Linked DNA regions of Mus musculus: region 1 is linked to region 2. Evidence: chromatin contacts called from public promoter capture Hi-C data. All regions are on one chromosome and are shown on one strand. The core of a region is the stretch at or near the end of the contact, and the rest is flanking DNA. Distances in the headings are between cores, read along the strand shown.

Region 1 (6,181 bases), core at 302-2,801, 570 kb after region 2:
ATATACTTGGAAAGTGTGAAATATGGTGTGTACTCAGTTATTGGCTTCCATTTTTTATGATCTTTCAACTATAACAATTATGATAGAAATCGATTTAACACAATCAGTTATGGGCTTCCATTTTCAAATATCTTTTCAACTGTAATGACTATGACAGGAACTGATTCAACTCTCAATTTTCTTTATGCATCATGGTAAAGCATTGCAGCAGTGTTGTTTTGTTTGAAGTGCACACTCTATGGTACGAGGTGTTTAGTATACCCAAGCAGATAGGTGTCGATCGAACAGGAGCAGGGAGAATACTTCCAACAGTTGAGGTGTTACCAAACCACTTGAGAATTCATGAGCACTTTAACTCTAAACTCTGAATTTCAAAGCTTGATGTGAAGTCCTCTAGAATGTTTACATTTACTAAGGTGTGCTGGGTCCTGTCTCTTTTGACTAATATTTTCGTAAACATTAGGCTGGAGAAAGGAAGGAAGCAGTGGTTTCCTTAGATAACTACAGAATTATACTGGTCTCTGGGATTACTCTCTCAGCTGTATTAAAATGAATTTGTACTTTGAAAGGAATGATATTGACACTAAAATTTTAAACATTTAAATTTTTTCATAATCTTTCATAAAGAAGTTTAATAATAGGTATATTAACTGAATTTCATTAGTTTTTTAAAATAATATTGTTTGTGTATATATACATATTAAAATAAAAACATTTACAACAAATAAAATACTTGAAATTCTTGTTTTGTCGTCCTCTTTATAAATACATAACTATTTGGGTTCTTCTTAATTTCAGTGTTAGGGCTTTTGGCAAATGTGACTGCACTTAAGGAAAACACATTAAAAGATAGACTGTTCATTTTTTTTTTTTTTTCAGGATACTCAAGTACTTTAGCAGTTGGGTGTGTACTAACACTGGTGAACCAGCCCTAGTGAGAAATATGGCGGTGTTGAAGGCCACAAGCCCTCAGAAATACTAAGGAGAAAGTAGTTTACTGACAGGACTCTTGACTTAAGAAGCATGTGACTAGGGCGCTGCCATTCCAGCTAGGACAAAGGCTAAAATGTAGGTTCTTATGTCAAGGATCTGCCATTGCTGTATAAATTAACCATTCTGGTAAGCTCCTAAAAAAGGAAGGTATATGAATTTTAACTGAAGTGCCACGGAGAACCAGGTTGGAAGGAAGCCTGGCGGTCCATGGGAGCAGTGTGCCTGTGGAAATGTAGACCCCAAGGAAGAAAATCAGTTTAGGCTTTCTTGAAAAATTTGTCCACGCATCTTAAAATGCAGTCGTAGTTTAGCCTTAGAAAGAGTATAAACGTATGTGTGTACTTTTTTGACCTGAGCGCCCTCGCAGCCTCTCCAGTACTGCGCATGCGGGTTTCATTGCGAAGCAGCCTGGCTCTGTTAGAGCTGGGGTAGGTGGTGGAGGGGGAGGATGGAGGCGGGGTAGGGGGTTAGGGCGCTCCAAGGACGTGGCCCACGGTGGCCCCTGGCACGTGCCCCACAGCCCCGCGCAACGGCTTTACAACTGTCTAGGTACTCCAGGAGACGCCATGCTGGGCGCCATGCTGCACACACTGCTGCTGCTGCTGCTGGCCGAGCTGGGGGCCTTGCTGGCATCAGGACCCGGTGAGCGCTCCGCAAGGCGGGTTCTCTGAGATTGGGGGCACTTTTCTTGTAGGTCTGTCGTGCACATCATAAAGCTCAAAAAATGGACCCCAAAAGAACACTTCCCAACAGCTTCTGGAAACCACTTAAACTAAAAAAACAAATACCCAGTTTCCACAAGATAACTTTACTAACACGATGTACATGCAATAATAGTTCTTCTAGAAATAGGAAAGAAAAGACATTAAGCCACAAACCCCCAGGCTCAGAGAAAATGCAGCGGTGCGTGGAAGCTGGGAAGGGGCAGAATCTTGCTTAAGTTTTGGAATCAAGTAGGGCTCGGCTACTTGACAGGCAATGATCAAGCTGTTGTGAGTCCAACTGTCCAGCAGGTGCCAGTCCAACGCTTGCCTCTAGCTCTGAGGTCTGCTAATTTGTTGAAGCTGTGGAATGCATCTTTTGAAAGGTGAAGAAGGCATGGTTGGGGCTCTGAGTGTTCTCTTCCTGGTTTATTAGAAGTAAAGAATAAAGAATGTATAGCAACATCTAAAATATCAGCCTCATATCCTTTAGGTGTTAACACGCTTCAAAACTAAGAACCGTTCTTGGGGGGGGGGGGGGAGTAGAAAGTTGGCGTCGCTTTGCATTTTGTGGATCTCCTGAACCTGTGCTTCAATAAAGGACAACTAGGTTGTGTAGCTACTGCTTCCAGTCTTGTGCTGCAGGCTTGAGTAGAAGTGCAAGAAGGAGAACTTTAGAAGCCTTTTCAAGTAGTTGTGAGCTCTCTGCTTACTACACTCACACTGGACAAACGGAAAAAGAATAGTTGCAACGTAGAATTCAAAAACATACCAGCGCCGAAACACACCAGCGCCGGGCGTGGTGGCGCACGACTTTAATCCCAGCACTCGGGAGGCAGAGGCAGGTGGACTTCTGAGTTCCAGGTCTGCCTGGTCTACAAAGTGAGTTCCAGGACAGCCAGGGCTATACAGAGAAACCCTGACTCGAAAAACAAAACAAAACAACAACAAACAAAACAAAACAAAAACACACCAGCAAGCTTTACTATTCTTTATTTTTAATTAAAATATATCACTAATTCTTTTCCATTTCCTCCCTCTAATCTGTCCACCCCAACTCCCTTGCCTTTTTATTTAATATATACTAAATCTCTCTCTCGATATCTATATCTATATCTACATAGATATAGATATGTATATACCAGCAAACTTCATGAAATTCAATTGGATATAAATATTGAATTTTGATTATTTTATGTATGCATATTTTAATATTTTAATCTATTATCTTTAATTTTTAAAACTGTGGGAAATACAAAAAATTGCCAACAGCTTTTAAAAGATTTTTTTAAAAATTTAAACTTTATTTTCCGTATATGGGTATTTTGCCTGCCTACAAGTCTGTGTACCACTTGTGGGCCTGGTGTGCTTAGAGGTCAAAAGAGGGTGAATCAGAGAAGGTTCTCTAGAACTGGGGTCACAGGCAGTAGTGAGCCACCCTGTGGATACTGGGAATTGAACCCTGGTCCTCTGGAAGAACAAACAGCCAATGCTCTTAACCTCTAAGCCATTTCTCCAGTTCCTCAAACTTTTTTTTTTTTTTTGAAAGAAAAATCATCAGAGTTCACATTTCAAGGTAGTTTCAGATTCATAGCAAAACTGAGCAGTAACCAGTGTTTGTATATAGCGCCTGCTCTCTATCCTCCCATGAGGGTCAACAGCTGATGTTGCAGAGATGCATCCGTTCCAGGGATAGACCCGATTGCACTTGGGTTCCGTATGTTCTGTGTTCTGCCCAGAGATGCCCATCCCTTCAGTACCATGCAGAGTAGTCTCACTGACCCGAGAATCCTCCGTGCTCCCTCACTCACCCCACCATCCCTAAATGACTACCATTTGTGGTCTGCTTTCTCCAGTTGTATAATTGGGATCATGCACCACACGGCCTTTTTAATAGTGGTGAAGACAGCCACCATCCACATGCTTGCTCAGGTTGTGTGTGAACACAGTTTCCATGACTTCAATGGCTACCTGGTGTCACTACGATGATAAGAGGACACAGCGATGCCTCATTGTTTTAATTTACAATCTCCTAACGGCACAAGCTGTTGAGATCTGGACATTTGGCTCTGAGCCTAGCCTTTGACATTCATCCATCTCTTCAGCTCTGTGTGGAAATCTTTTCATAGGCTTACTTTCTCTTTAGTTTCTTTTTTCAAGTTATTCCTCAATTTTAAAATTTGTATTGTGTGCCACTATTTAAAAAAAAACTTTGTATGTTTTAGGTAATCACCTTTTATCAAGTGTGCTTTATTTTTAACCTTTTTATATGGGTGTATATGTATGGTGTGTGTGTGTGTATGTATGTGTCTAGTGTATGCATGTATGTGTAGTATATGTGTGCATGTTTGTATATTGTGTATGTGTGCATGTGTGTGTAGTGTGCATTTGTGTATAGTGTGTGTATAGTATGTGTATTATATGTATGTGTATATGTGTGTATAGTCTGTATATGTATGCAGTGTGTGTATGTGTGCATGTGTGTGTAGTGTGTGCATGTGCGTGTAGTGTGTGCATGATCAAAGGACAGAAACCTCAGATGTCAGTTCTTTCCTTCCATTTTATTTAAAGATGTTCCCTGTTTTTTACTCTTCATAAGCCAGGCTAGCTGGCTCTGGGACCTCTGGAGATCGTCTCCAAATCTGGTCTATGAAGGATCACTGGAATTGCAGGTGTGTCTTCCCATACCCATCTTTAGTTGGCTTCTGGAGATTAGAACTCAGGTCCTTATTCTTGTGCAATGGATGATGGGTGTTTTCACTGAGCCATCTCCCCAGTCCAGATCTGCTTTATGAAGGACATTTGTCCTCTTAGCCTTTGCCCTTTCTTCTCAGTCGCTTGGCTTTATCTTTCTCTTTGAGAGTATAAGTTTTCTTTTGTACTCTTTATTATTTTATTATATTAAAATAATTCTAATTCTGTTTTTAAAAAATGTTTTAGAGAACATATGTTGCTATTTACTGTAGCAGCAATGTTACAGTAGACTTCTTAAAATTCTTCCTCCAGGGTAATTAAACATTTTATACATACTGACAAAACATCTGCCTATCTTGCTCTCACCGCAGCCGAAGGACACACCAGCCTAGTTTCTGCTTCCTCTCTGTACTTAGATTTTTGAGATTCCTGCCTGTGACAGGACTCTGTGTGACTCTCCTCAGCCCCTGTTGTTGGTAAACCTGAAGCAGGGGCTTCTCCAACACTGGTGTGTGGCACACTGCCAAGATGGCTCCACTGTGGTGTGTCAATATGATTTCGTTCACTGTTGAACACTCTACTATGTGGATGGACCACATGCTATGTGTATAGCACATTTTATTAAAAATCCCCAGAGTTTGCATTTGGGTTGTGTTAAGCCTATCTGAAAATTTTAATTAAGAAGAATTTAGGTGTAAGAACATTGCTTATCCTTGTTCAGAGGGTCTTCTAGAGTCCATAATTTTCTCTGTACGTTTCTTAATTTTCTTATTCTTAGGTCTTGGCACAGGTTGTTGTTGTTTGTTTGTTTGTTTTTTGGTTGGTCACTTTCATGAATGGGATCCTTTAAAGAAAATTGTTCATTACTGGCACTAATGAAGCAATACGTTGGTTTTATGCTTGCTCACTGTCCTTCTGCTCATGATCCTCTTTTGTTGTTATTGTGGATTATCGTACCATCTTCTATACATGTCCTAGTTCCTCAGTTCCAGGCTGAGGCAGATCCGTAACCAGTAGGTGTGACCGAGGTATAACTGCTTTAGCTCCTACCTTTACTAGTGCCGTCAGTAAGGGCTTCCACTGAGCAGACGTCTCTTATACAGACAGAGCATCTTCGTGACGATACAGTTCCTAGTTGAAACATCTTTTTTTTTTTTAGCTTATCATCCCAAAGGGGTCGGGGTGTGGGTGCCATGGCACATGCAGGGACAATGTGAGAAGACAACATTGCGGAGTTGGTTCTCTCCTTCCACCTTTATGTGGGTCAGGGCAGGGCCTGGAAGCACCTTTGCCTGTTGAACCATCTTGCCTGTCCAAGTGTTTGGTTACCATGTGGTCATCTAAAAGAATCAAGCCCAGGGGTCTATCGTGCTGGAATCTAATGTTTATCTGGGAAGAGCATTAAAAGCATGGTTTCCTTTTCTTTGTCTGCACTTTTAGCACTTTTTTGTGTATGATAGATTGGAGGAGTACTTTTTTTTCCCCTCACTTTAAACTGCTGTAGGAATTCTTGGGATAAATTCTTCTTGGCCAAGCTTTAACATTTTGATATATCGATTAAAGTCAAACTTATTAATATTTTACTTAGAATTTTTAAATTAAGATTATAAGTAGGTAAGCACATTCAACTCCCTCATACAGGCCTTAGCTTTATTGTGAAAATTATATTAGATATGTGAGACAAATATGACTTACTTTATGTCTTTTTTTCAGAAGATGCTGTATTCTTTAATTCAGCTAATATATAAAACTACTCAAGGCCTTTGGATCCTCTGCCTTTCTGTATCTTCCTT
Region 2 (6,379 bases), core at 3,838-6,337:
AAAATTAGTAATTGTATGGGGGCATGAAGCCTGTCTACCACCTCACACTCAGGAGGCTCCAGCAGGAGTATCTCAAGCTGCTGGCCTTGAGGGCTATGAAAACCAGACTCAAAAAAAAAAAAAAAACCAAACAAACAAACAAACAAACAGGGACTGGAGAGATGGCTCAGCAGATAGAAGTACCTGCTGCTCTTAAAGAGACTAACTGGGTCTAGTCCCTAGCAGCACCAGGTGTCTCGAAACCATTTGTAACTCTAGTTTCAGGGGACCTAACACCACCCCCTTCTAAATGCATCAGGGGTCAGAAATGCGTGTGATCCGCATACATACATGTAGACCTAAATCTAAAAAACAAACAAACAGTAACAAGAACACAGCGAGTGAAACAACGGCTTAGCTGCTGAAGACAGGACATAACACAGGTGTCCAGTGTTACCAGTGTAATCTTGGAATTCCTTACTCGGGTGAACATTATTTAAATTTCCAGGCTTGGGGGCTGGGGGACTGGGGCTTCTTCTTGGAGGAATGGTAGTAAGCTAAGAATTTCTATTTAAGGCCAATGCAAACTTGGGGTGGGGTGTGTGTGTGTGTGAATTAGGGGTGGGGGGCAATATCCTAAGTCATATGAGGCACTTAATCCCTCCCTCTGGAAACACCAGCACCTTTTCTAAAGTTCCACACCTGGCCTCCTCCCGGTGCATTCAGACCCTTTCCAGAACCCTGGAGAAGGGGAGACTTGCAATACAAATTTCCCAAGAGGAAATGAAACTCCTCCCAAGTGACAGGAGTGTGGCCTTTTCACAAGACATCACAGTCCATCCAAACTGCTCTTCCTCCTGTAGCTCAGGCCCAGACTTTCCAGGAAGGAAACAAGGTCGTCAGGAGGTCCAAGCCAGCTTCAAACTCAGCATGCAGGATGACCTTGAACTGGGGCTCCTCAGACTTCTACCCAGAGGCACGGAGGTCATCAAGATGACAGGTGTTACCCTTCAACAGCCATTTTGATCAAAGAGATTACAAAAATTGGAGCAAGAAAAGAGCCTTTGGGGCCAGCAAGATAGCTCAGCAGGTAAAGAAGGGGAGGGATTGCAGCTAAACTTGATCTCTTAGATCCAACCCACATAGTGGGAGAAAACCAAATTCCTTTTTATTTTATTTTACACATATATGGTGTGTGTGGATATGTGCATGCCAGTGCAGGTGTCTTCAGAGACAGTACCTTTCCTGTGAACTGCCTGAGGTGCATGCTGGGAATTGAACCTGCGTCCTCTGGAAGAGCAGCCAGTGCTCTTAACGGCTGAGCCATCTCTCCAGCCAGAGGAACCACTTCCTGCAACCTATTCTCTGATCTCCACTGGAGCACTGGGGTGCCCACATAAATAGATGAGTAGATAAATGTGATTTTAATAAGGAAAAAAAAAATGAACGTGAAATAAAAAAAACATTCAGAGACACTAGTTGCTAAGGCCCAAGTTTCTTTCTTTCTTTCTTTCTTTCTTTCTTTCTTTCTTTCTTTTTTCTGGAACAAGCTTTTAAGAGCCGTGCATGGGGTAAGTATCACAAATAAGCAAAGAGAGGATGGCTATCAGTGCACTCCGTGGATTGTCTTGGTCTCCAAGGTTGGTGTCTTGCCTACGCAATGCTCCATTCAATTCCCTCATCTGGAGTCCACTCTGAAGTCAGCTAGCTGGGGTTTAGGGTGGCAATATGTATTCTAATAGGTGAGAAGATGGTGATAAGTGTGCCGCTCCTCTGTTTCTTCAGCCCCTCGGCTTCACTTGCTATTCAAAGGACACTGACTTAACCTTCCACCATTGCTTCACGGCCTGGGGCCAAGGAAAACAACCCTCTCAAGACTATATACCATGGGGCCAAAGGAAGCAGTTCCTCCAACCTCCCATTGTGAATGAAAATACCCCTGAAACTCATATTGGAAATACACACGGCTCTCAATCCACTGCTCCTCACTGAAAAGCTGACGTTCAGCTATGACTAAGGGTAAACGCAACATATTTTAAGTAGCTTGTCACTGATGAAGTGTGTAACTGTTCCGGCTGGAACCGAGCCCCAGACAGCAACTCAGGGTCCCCAAACACCCAGCACTCTGGGGTCATCTGGGTCCCCAGAGTGTGTCCCAACTGGGGAAATATGTAAACAAGCCATTAGGGAGGGAGGCAAGCCATCAGCACAGTTGACGGGTATTAGTCGAGCTGAGCCGTTGGCCTTAGGTCACTGAAAGGAAGAGACACCACCCCAGCGTGGGGGTAATTGGCTAGACCTTGGCAGGTCCCAGGGGCCAGCTACTTAGCTTTAAAAGAAGCCCCAGAGAGGAGGAAACCCAGAGCCTGGCCAAGGGAGGAAGACTGGCCACTTTTTGCTCAACCATCTCAGGGCAATGGTTCTACAATTTAGATACTATTCCAAAAAAAGCAATGGTCCGGAGGTGCAAAGACCAGAGCACATCTGGGAAGGAAACAGTCACCTTAATTACCATGTCTAGGGAAAGTGCGATTTCATTACAGCCTCCAAAACTACCGCCCTAAGAAGGAAACCAGAGAAGTGTTTTCAATTTAAAAGACTGGAGAGGGTGAGAGGCACCGGCAAACTATACCCACCCAGCCGCTAACTTTGGATGGACCCTTAGGATGTTTTGTTGCCCCCCCCCCTTCCAAAAGAATGGACATTCCATCCCTGGCCCTGTAGTTATTGTTTAAACGGCAAAAACACTCCATTTTAAGCTTCTGAGGGCTGCAACCCAGGAAACTCACTGAAAACACAAGGTCCCTCTGGCAGTTACAGCACCAGGTATCGCACTCTACTCCCCAAATGGAGGACGGAACACCCCCCCCCAAGATGGACTTGGACGCGTGGCGATAGGTGGGCCCGCGGTGTCCACATGAGACAGATGCTCCAACTATAATTAAAGGGAGAGGCGATACTTGGTTCCAGGACACGTCAGGGCCAAGTTTGGCCCAGACCCACCGACCAAGGCCACCTCTAGTAAGCAAGCGGCTCCCAAGAGGGTCCAGAGATTCTTAAACACCGCCCCCCCCCCGCACTCCCCCCCCCCCCATCGTCGGCCACCAGCAAGAGAGTGAAGGAATCCAAAATCACTTTGGGATCTATAACTTGCTTTTCTCTTCCAATCCCAAAGCCTCTGCTCCACGTCTCAAGAAATGTTAAGGGGTGGTGGTGGCGGTGGTGCTAAAGAATCTCAGTTTTAATTTAGGAGGGGGAGGGGAGGAAGAGGGATGTTTAATAATGTGGCTGCGGTGTACCCGTGTAGGGTGAAACGGAACCAGATGCGGCAGCTACATCTGGGAAATGGGGGGTGGGGTGGGGGAGAAAAACGCCGTCGAAATGCTTTGCAAATGAGTTAATAGCTTCTACTAGGCCCAGAGAAAGAGAACTCCCTCCTGCACTCCCAAGGTGTCCAGCTGCCTCACTGGGTGGGTAACTGTTTATTACAAACCCCATCTATATATTTAAAAAGTCAGTAAATTCCTCTAAAAATATGAGTACTAGGTTGTCTTACCCCGCCGGAGACACTACAAGAGGAGGCACAGGAGGTGTGGAGAGGGGGTCTGGGCCAGAGAAGCAACAAGCGGGCAGAAGAGGGCTCCTCCGCACCGGACAAGTTCTCCTCATTTCCTCCACTTCCCAGAACGATCCAGACCCCGAGACCCCCCACCCCCCGCTTCTCCAGACCCCTTCAAGAGTCCTCTAGGTCTAAGATAAAATAGAACATTACCACCACCACCACCATCACCCCTCAAAAGGGGGGGGAATCTTTGCTCGCTCTCCGCTAAAGCCGATTCAGCCATTTGGTGACGACACCTCCTTCAAACCTATTCCAAGACAAGCTAGCCTTCCCCGCCACTTCCTTTCCTCTTCAACCCCCCAACCTGGACCCCAGACTTGCCCGGAGGTAGGAAAACACTTGAAAAGATCCCAGATGTAGGGTGTTGAGCTTAAAGCCACCGGCTGAAACGGGGTGAATCCGCAAGAGGACCAAAAGATAGATGATGTACACACACACACACACACACACACACCCTCCATCTCCCGGCCCATTCCCGCCCTCCTCCCCAGTAGGGAACACACAGCTTCCGCCGCCTTCTCCTGGGCCAAGAGGGTCGGGGTCTGGACTCGGAGCGCAGCAGCCTCCTCGCTAGCTCCGGAGCGCGAGTTGGCGGAAAAGTTAGGCAGCGGGCAGCAGCAGCGGGCCCAGCGCGCGGGGAGGGGGCGCGGGCAGCGACACTGGCCGAGGGAGGAGGGACAGGGGCGCCGGGGAGGGAGCGGAGTCGGGGGTGGGGTGGGGGATTGGAGGAGGGAGGCGCGGGCTGCGACTGGCGAAGCGCGGGGGCCGCTCGGGACGCCCAGCCAGCCGGCTCTGCGGGCGCCGGCGACTCTTACCTCACTTGGCGCTGCGGTCCCGCCTCTGGAGAGCTCGCCGTGGCGCGGCGGGTGTCTGTGTCTTGCGCTCCCGCCGCTCGTCTCCGGGCTCCGTTCAGATCCTGATGGGGTCTCGAGGGCTCCGCGGCCGAGGCACGACTCCCGGCGGCACTCCGAGCCGGGCGCCTCCAGCCCGGGCGGGAACAATGGAGCCGAAGCTGGTGCCCCGGAGGCGGGGCGGGGGGGAGGGCTCGGGTCCGCCGCCCGGGGTCCCCAGATCGTGCGCCCCCCGCTCTCCAGTACGCAGCGGCGGCGGTGGCGGCGTCTCAGGCTTCTGGCAGCCCGAGTTCCATCACCCCTCCTGGGGCTCCGGCGTGCATTGACTGCAGCACGGCTGTGGTGCGCCCCTGGGACCTGAGAAAAGTCCTCGGTCTCCGCTGCTTTTCCAGCTGCGGCGCGCGCTCGCGGCCGGGAAAGGCGAGGTCGCCGCAATGCGCTAAGCACAGTCTCAGTCCAGTCCGGACGTCTCGGCCCCGCTTCCCTGCGCAGCCCGGGTCCTCTGCACGCAGCGGCTGCACCAGGGTTCCGGCTCCCGTTCCGCGCCGCCCGCAGCGGAGAGCCCCGCCAAAGTACCCGCAGGAGCGCTCCGAGCGCTGTGCGCCGGCGAGGCGCGAGGGCTCGCTCTCTCACTCCCACCCGGCGCTAGTCCCACCTCCTCCTCCTCCCCTTGCAGTTGCCTGCTGGGCCTTGTAGTTCTCAAGCTGCAGCCCCGGAGAAGCCTGGAGCGAGCAGAACTGCTCTACAGTCTGGTCTAACTTGAGTTTTCGCCTGGAGGGCGCCCGAATTTCAGACTGTGTGTAGATCAGCGATTTGGGGACAGGAGTGGAGGGTGGGGAGGGGCGGGTGCCTGGCTATAATTTTGAGGTTGCACTGGGCAACTTGGTCTTTGGTTATCTCTGTGCCTTGGGGTATGATTTTCGTGCTCTAAATCTCGGTTTTCCCGTCTCTAAAAGGAATAAATAGGACCCTCACATAGCTTACAATATACGAACTGTTTTTATTGATGGATCGGTTGACTTTCCCCCTCAGACCCTTTCCTTGGATCTCAACTTTCCCCAGCCACATAATTTAGGTTTTGTGGTTCACGCTGGAATGGACCCTGCAAATTCTACAGTGCTGTTCATGGTAGCCTTAGAAATCACCAGCTTTCAGGAAGCAACCGAAGAGAGGAGGGGTTTTTGTTTTTTTTTTTTTTCGGATGGGGGGGGATGTTTGTTTACTTGCTTGCTTGTTTTGTTTTGTTTGCCTTAGGAATTAATCAGAGTCAAACCAGAGCCTCCACAGTATACTATGAACCTCAAAGAAAATCGCTGAAATGCCCTTCCCACCAGGTCCCTCCACAGAGATGTTAATCTGTGGCTCTTTAATCCAATGAGTCCAGTGGACGTGAATCATATTGAGATTGTTAAAAAATAAAAATTTTTGATCCTGCTTGGACATGAGAAATCCCGATGTTTTGATGAAGCATGCTAACAATTCTGAGACAGCCAGTGGGGCCTTCGCCTCGTTGCAGGAGCTCACTTTCCAGCAGTCTAAAATGATGATGTACATATGCAATCCTAGCCCTGGAGGGTCAGAGACTTAAGATCACCGTTGGCCACATAGGGACTGAGACGACAGCCTGTGCTTACAGACCCTGTCTCAAACAAATCAAACACAGGGGTTGGCGATGCAGCTTTGACAAAGGCAAAGACAGTGCTTTGATTCCAGCACACTCTAGACCTGACTAGGTGGTTGGTACCTGTTGGTTTGCTGCATAGCAGTGGGGTGGGGGCTCTGCAAATTTTCCTGGTGACTGTGATGTGATGTCTACTTGGGGACCACTGGAAGGGTGGAATATGTCACACTAGGTGTGAATTCCACCACTCAAAGACTTTGGGCATGTCACGAATCTGATAAGATCTAGTCCCTCTATGGGTCTCCC

The links. Promoter capture Hi-C pulls out the DNA fragments that hold promoters and counts their contacts.
Region 1: a contact with region 2 is called in a promoter capture Hi-C map of neutrophils, with 2.5 times the contacts expected there. The contact joins the promoter of Adam32 here to the promoter of Fgfr1 in region 2. A contact is called at or near these places in 3 of 39 promoter capture datasets (the C10 cell line, neutrophils and pre-B cells) and 2 of 9 other capture datasets (adipose tissue and liver).

Annotation. Positions count from the first base shown.
Region 1 is chr8:24,944,174-24,950,354 of GRCm38.p6, reverse strand. It overlaps Adam32 (a disintegrin and metallopeptidase domain 32), which reads left to right and starts at 1,551. Exons shown (of 22, transcript NM_153397.2): 1 at 1,551-1,635. The coding sequence starts at 1,560. It overlaps Adam9 (a disintegrin and metallopeptidase domain 9 (meltrin gamma)), which reads left to right. Exons shown (of 22, transcript NM_001270996.1): 22 at 1-744.
Region 2 is chr8:25,517,467-25,523,845 of GRCm38.p6, reverse strand. Fgfr1 (fibroblast growth factor receptor 1) reads right to left here and starts at 5,087. Exons shown (of 18, transcript NM_010206.3): 1 at 4,417-5,087. Gm31288 (a long non-coding RNA gene) reads left to right here. Exons shown (of 3, transcript XR_003947368.1): 3 at 1-4,158. RefSeq lists promoters at 4,948-5,162, 4,948-5,922.